Linked DNA regions of Anser cygnoides: region 2 is linked to region 1. A link is a contact called in public Hi-C data. All regions are on one chromosome and are shown on one strand. The core of a region is the stretch at or near the end of the contact, and the rest is flanking DNA. Distances in the headings are between cores, read along the strand shown.

Region 1 (3,304 bases), core at 575-3,074:
GGCGAACTATCTGCTGCGCTTGGTGACCCTCAGACAGGGAACCCAAAACCTGATCCCAGCCCGCTCACCACTCGTCCCCCTGTTGGGATCAGAAGGTAGAAAATCCCCTCGGAGCAGCAAAGAGCGTTTGTCTTTGCTTTCAGAGCTCTCCTGCTACGCTCAGCCTTTGTGACCAACCTGTCTGCCTGCTGCCAGCCTCGACCAAGTAACCTCTAAGCGAGTAGCAATTAACATAATGAGTGGACTGATGGGTGTCCCCCATAGCTATGGGCCTCGGTAGCAACACGTCTCCGGCAAACTGGAATGTCTAGTCCTGAAACTGCACTTCTGTAAAAGGAAGGAAGTAAAAAACTAAAAGGGGTGGGGGATTAAAGAAAAAAAAAAGGGCAAAAACCACCCCACCTAAGGGACTTGAAGCGATTATCTCCAGCCCAGTCCAGCGCTCAGTGAAGTAACGAAAAACTTGGGCTGACACCGGTGGGGCTGAGCGGGCCGGGCCATAGGGGCAGTTACGGGGTGAGGGTGGTTAAAGGTGCGCTGTGTTCCTGAACGTGGCTTTCTAGGACAAAACGGAGGCGCAGAGAAAACAAAAAGACAGAAGTCTGAGAAATTGAGTATGTCAAGAATTGATTGGAACAACTTTCATTGGGGTTATTTGTCTGAGGGGACTTTATCTATACAGGATTCAGATAAAGTGAACGGTTTGCCACGGCTTCCGACGTAACAGAAACCATGAAAAAAACAAACTTTTTATTTAAAAATCATTATTAAGAAGCCTCCGTGCAGCAAACTACTTGAGATTCAGGCCTTCCTTTTCTCCCAAGTTTCCTCCTTGCGCAGCCGGGCCCTCGGTAAACACCGGCCCCGCGCTGCCCGATGCTGACGGGGGATCGGTGAGGGGCTGTGCCGGGGAGCTCCGGGCGCACGAGCGGGGCCGGGCTCGCACCTCACAGACGGGGCGCCGGGGCTGCGGGGAGCGCGGGGCGGCTCTGAGGCGCTCAGGCGGCGCGTCGGTGACAAATTCCTGTCACAAATCCTCGGGGGATCTCTGCGAACCCATCTGTTTGTCCCGTGCTGGACACCAGGAAGGAGTTAAACACCACGCAGCGCGCTGAGGGATTTCAGAGGTTTTATTATGCGCGCTCCCCTTCCTCCCCCCTCCTCCTCCTCCTCCTACCCCCCCCTCACGGCCAGGCCCGATGGGGGCGGAACCTCCCGGTGCCCGCCCCGGCCCTGCCCGGAAGCGGCCGCGGCGCGGCGGGGAAGTCACGTGAGCGCTCCCCTCCCCTCAGCGCCGCCTCGGGGCCGTACCACTGCTGAGGCGCGGGGGGGGTGGTGGTGTGGCGGTGTATGATGTGTGGAAATACCGGGCCCCGCGGTGCGAGCGGCCGCGCCTCGCAGCACGCCCCTCGTAACCGGCGGGGGGTCCGAGCGGGGCGGGCGGAGGGAGGGGAGAAGGGAGGCGGCGTCGCCCCCCCCCCTCCCCGTGCCGGCGGCGCGGTTGGTACGCTCCGGCTGAGGAGGCGTCCGGCGGCGTCCAACCCGCGCGGCGCGCGGGCGGGCGGCGGTAACCAGATATTCAAACGCACTACGTCAGCCCACAGTGCCCCGCGCCGGCCGCCAGCATTACCTCATCCCACAGTGCCCCGCGGCGCGCGCTCCGAAGCTTCTAGGGGGCGGGGTCGCCATGGCGACGGGGCCGAAGGCCCGCCCCCCCCGGGGAGAGGCGGCGGCAGCCAATGGGGAGCCGGCGGGGTGACATCATGGGCTATTTTTAGCCGGCGGCCGGCCGCTGATAAGCCAAGGGCTGCACGCCGCCAGCGGGCTCAGAGCGCGGCGCGGGCGGGCGGGACGGAGGCAGGCGGCAGCAGCAGCGCGCGGGGCCGGCCGCCGTGAGGGGACCGTGAAGGGACCGTGAGGGAGCCGGGGCGGGCGGCAGGAGCGGCGGCGGCGGCCCGGCCGGGCGTCGGGCGGGCTCCGGGAGAAGCTGGGCTCCCGGCTCCGTCCGCGCCCCGTTCTATGAGCGCGAAGATGGAGCCTACCTTCTACGACGACGCGCTGAACGGCGGCTTCGCGCCGCCGGAGAGCGGCGGGTACGGATACAATAACGCCAAGGTGCTGAAGCAGAGCATGACGCTGAACCTGGCGGACCCCGGCAGCAACCTGAAGCCGCACCTGCGGAACAAGAGCGCCGAGCTGCTCACCTCGCCCGACGTGGGCCTCCTGAAGCTGGCCTCGCCCGAGCTGGAGCGCCTCATCATCCAGTCGAGCAACGGGCTGATCACCACCACGCCGACCCCCACGCAGTTCCTCTGCCCCAAGAACGTGACGGACGAGCAGGAGGGCTTCGCCGAGGGCTTCGTCCGGGCGCTGGCCGAGCTGCACAACCAGAACACGCTGCCCAGCGTCACCTCGGCCGCCCAGCCCGTCAGCGGCGGCATGGCACCTGTGTCCTCCATGGCCAGCGGCGGCGGCAGCTTCAACGCCGGCCTGCACAGCGAGCCCCCCGTCTACGCCAACCTCAGCAACTTCAACCCCAACGCGCTCAGCTCGGCGCCCAGCTACAACGCCAACGGCATGGGCTACGCGCCGCAGCACCACCTCAATGCCCAGATGCCCGTGCAGCACCCCAGGCTTCAGGCTCTGAAGGAGGAGCCGCAGACTGTCCCCGAGATGCCGGGGGAGACCCCTCCCCTGTCCCCCATCGACATGGAGTCGCAGGAGAGAATCAAAGCCGAGCGAAAGCGCATGAGAAACAGAATCGCCGCGTCCAAGTGCCGGAAAAGGAAGTTGGAAAGGATTGCCAGGTTGGAGGAAAAAGTGAAAACTTTGAAAGCCCAGAACTCAGAGCTGGCATCCACTGCCAACATGCTCAGAGAACAGGTTGCACAGCTTAAGCAGAAGGTCATGAACCATGTCAACAGCGGGTGCCAGCTAATGCTCACACAACAGTTGCAAACGTTTTGAAGAGACTGGCTTAAAAACGCGAACTGTGATATTGTGGTATAACCCAACGACAGACCCGAAGCGGCAGATGCGTAAAGCTAATGGTAAGAGCTGAAAGGCTGAGTCCTGCCTGTGCTCTGCAAAGCGCATGTGTGGAAAGACTGGCAAGCCTTCAGCCCGAGTTGGTGAAGCAGCCAGCACCGCTCCGAGAAGTGCTGTTCCTGCTCAGAGACGTCAGATCTTCGTTTAACATTGACCAAGACCTGCATGGACCTAACATTCGATGATCATTCAGTATTAAAGGTTAAACTGCAATAGAAACTGTAGATTGCTTTATGTAGTATTCCTTAAGAAACAA
Region 2 (3,547 bases), core at 857-3,356, 310 kb before region 1:
TGTATTAAAGAAGAAACAAGCTGAAAAACCTTTACAACTATAGAGATTTACAGAACCATCTTCTCTTCAGACACACGGCACTTCATTCCTCTCTCCCTAAATACCCAACTTCAGAAGATCGATTTTTTTTCCCCAAGATTCAATCTACTATGAAGATCAATTTGAAAGGACTTTTGAAATGTATCTTTATTAATGCTTGGCTTCTACTAAGTTGTAAAGTAGGTCGGAGAAAGAAGGTGTTAGATCTAAAGCCACACACCTAGCAAAGCATCTGCCGGGTGTTGCGTACAGAACGGGAACGCACGGGAGTTGGATGCTGATTTACACTAACAACTCTGTACAATGCCCTTTCTGTTTAAGGCTTGACAAAGTTATTTTAGAATTCTCTTTAGGAACCATTATGTAGTTAGAGGTAAGTACTGTGACTATACTAAAATGACAATTAAACGTAATACATTTTAAAGGAGAAATTCTAAAAATAAATCAGCTGAGCACTGCTGAAAGGATTTTGAGATAGAGTTCAGGACTGTTATTTGCACAAGTTCTTCCGCTGGTTTATTTTGCAACAGAATCATGATAGAGTTATTTTTAACTGATTATCATGAGGAAAAGAAAGTTAAACTGTCCAAAAGGAGAAAGAATAAATAGATTAAAAGATAAGAGATACCTAACTGAAGAGAGGCAAGCATAAGATAACTGAAATTCTAAAAACCAACAAAATGCTAGGGGCATACAAGGGTACCAAAAGGAAAATTGGAGGATGAAATGAAGGCAGAAATTGTTTTTCAGTGTTTTATAACAGACTGAAATGCATTAAAACTGCTGTATTGTCATATACAGAGAAGAAAAGGAAAGTCGGTTCTGGTAGATGCTGCTATCACTTTCGCCAATTTCATTCCTGGATCTCCACAACGCCTCTCAAGCACTCTCTTCTCTCCTCTGTTTATACTTTACATGGGAGAAATACCTGTTATTTCTAGAGAAGCTGCCCACTTAATTGCCACACGAGTTCTGTGTAACAGAGCTCACTCTCTCCTAAAATATTGGCATCTGCAAGACTAAAATTACAGAAAAGCACAGAAGAAACTCAGAAAGGACAAGGGACAAAGCAAGGGAGCCTGACAGCTGAACCCAGTGCTTCTCACACATGCAGCAACACCACGTCAGCATGCTGCACCTGGCTGCGAGCAGCGCTCTGCCCAACCAAAACCTGCAACCGAGGTCTGAGGTTTCCGCTCCTGTCAGCCGAATTAATTTCACGTATTTATTACTATTGTTAATTACGGGGTGGTTTCCCCATTGAAGCCACTGCCGCAGAACCACAGCTTGGGCCTACAGGCTACCACAGGCCCGTCCGGAGGCTGGCAGTCCTGCAGGGGCCTTTTACCGGCTGGAGAAGGAAATTCATCGTGCGGGCCCTGTCATTACAGCAGTGCCTTCACAGCCTCGACCCCGACTCACCATTCCCTGGCCGCGGGGGCCCCTCAGAGCGGCCCCCCCCCGGGCCAGCAGGACCCCTCAGGACCCCCCCCAGCCCCTCACGGCCCCTCATGGAGCCCCCCCCCTCACGGCCCCCCGGCCCCTAAGGACCCCTCAGAGCGCCCCGGCCCCTCACGCCCCCCCCCCGTCACCACAGCAACGGTGCCCTCACGGCGCTCCCAACGGACGCCCCCTCACGAGCCTTCCCCCCCCGACGGGCGACGGCGAGGCCGCACCACCGGCCGGCGCTCGACGCCCCGGCGGCAGGAGGGCCCGAGGCGGCGCTCACCCAGAGGATGAGGCTGTCGCAGAGCCGCAGGTCCGCGGGCTTCGCCTCCATGGCGGCGGCCGGCTCCCCCCGCCGAGCGCCGCGCGGCTGACGTGACAGGCCCCGAGCGGAGGGAGGAGCAGCCCTGTCAGCGCCCACACCCGCCCCTGCCTTCAAACGCCCGGAGTGGCAGCGGGTTCTACCAATCACGGGGAGGAGGTGGCGCTCTCCGAGCCAATCGCCGGGGGGTATTCGCTAGGGGCGGGAGCACGGCCTCTCCCTCAGCGCTGCCCGCCGGCGGTGGTGGTGCGCGGGCTGCGCCCCGCGGCCGCCGGTACCGCCACAAGATGGCGGCGGGCGCCGGCCCGGGGTGACGAAGTGATGCAGGCTCGGCTGCTGGCGTAGCTCAGAGCCGCTTGTGCCCGGGGTGTGGGGCGTCAGCGTGGCTGTAACGGCCTGTTCTTAAACGAGGCTAAAATATCAATAAATAAAGATATTAAATTCCTTTTTTGGGGGGAGGCAAAGGGTGGAAAGTGCTGAAGCACAAGCTTGAGGAGAGGCTTTCAACTCTTCTCCAAAAGTTCTGCCTTCCCCGTCTACATTAATATTTCTCTAACATCTGGTTCAGGATCTTGTAATAGCATGCTTCAAATGCTCCAGAGAAAAGCCTAACTACCTTACACTAAAGCAAAACAATTACTCTGTCCCTCTGCTGTTTCAGCACAAGAACTTCAGTAACTTTTTGCCTCCATTACAAATTCATTTGAACTGTTTTTATTGATTCAGTTTTACAAACATTCTTACAGGCACCTGTTGTTACTGAAATATCCGGGATGACATTAACCACTTTGGTGAATATTGTAAGAAGGGACTACTAAGCAACTTGAGTAATCGCTGTTAAGGGTCTCATACATACTTTTTTCGGCTGTTCTACTTCTTAAGATACATGTTTTAATCCTCTGTTACTGATTCCACTTTGTGTGAAAGATTAAAATTGCAGTGAATGAAGTAGACAGCATTTACATGACTATTTCCCCTCATAATGCTATCCAGCGATGATAAAGGCTATCATTAAAAAATGAATAATGAGTAACAGGTTCTTTGAGTAAAGCCCCACAGACTTCTGTACTAGGTTTTGTACTGTTAAGACCATTTATTTTATTATATAGTTGTCCTCTTTTATAATTTCTATTAGCTTTTTGAAAATTTTTCTTTTAGACCTCTTCATTCGGTTACTGTTCCTTCCTTCTGGTACTTTACGTCCTTTCCCTTCATGGGAAATAACAGTGTCATGTCATTGCTACCCACATCTTTATGCAGTATCCTACTCACTTCCCACAAGCACGTAATTCTCCATGTCTTCCTGTTGATTTCATATGCTTTTTCTCTACAGATTCAGCATCCCACACCTTCACTTTCTTTATATGGTTTCTAGAGACACTTCCTCTTTCCTGGGTTTATGCTACATGTGCCAGAGAACAGCAGAAGGCAGCAGCTTTCCAGGAAACCTGGATTTAACCAGGAACAGAGCCAGCAGGGCAGGGAATGCACCAGCCAGGGCCGTGTCCCACAGTACCTCAGCAGTGCAGGTAAAATGGACAGGTTCAGGGATGATCAACCGTAAATGCAGATTATCAGGCAAGTTCATGGCAATGAGGCAAATACAAGGTAAAGCCAGGAAGGCAACTCACCAGTCAGGGTCAGACACAGTCCCATGATCAGCACCATGACCAGGCAGTTCTGAGGTCAAGCTGGGAATTCATTCCAAAGGTCACAGTTCAGATCAGCAAAATCCACAGC

What was found. A called contact is a pair of places that touch in the nucleus more often than the background predicts.
Region 2: a Hi-C map of liver shows a contact between it and region 1, with 2.6 times the contacts expected there. The contact joins the promoter of LOC106032987 here to the promoter of JUN in region 1. A contact is called at or near these places in 2 of 7 Hi-C or Micro-C datasets (both in liver).

What each region holds. Positions count from the first base shown.
Region 1 is chr8:29,642,657-29,645,960 of Taihu_goose_T2T_genome, reverse strand. It overlaps JUN (Jun proto-oncogene, AP-1 transcription factor subunit), which reads left to right and starts at 1,824. Exons shown (of 1, transcript XM_013176141.3): 1 at 1,824-2,984. The coding sequence starts at 2,020. The coding sequence ends at 2,967.
Region 2 is chr8:29,950,679-29,954,225 of Taihu_goose_T2T_genome, reverse strand. It overlaps LOC106032987 (E3 ubiquitin-protein ligase RNF170-like), which reads left to right and starts at 2,106. Exons shown (of 7, transcript XM_013176230.3): 1 at 2,106-3,336. All of the region lies in intron 3 of HOOK1 (hook microtubule tethering protein 1), which reads right to left.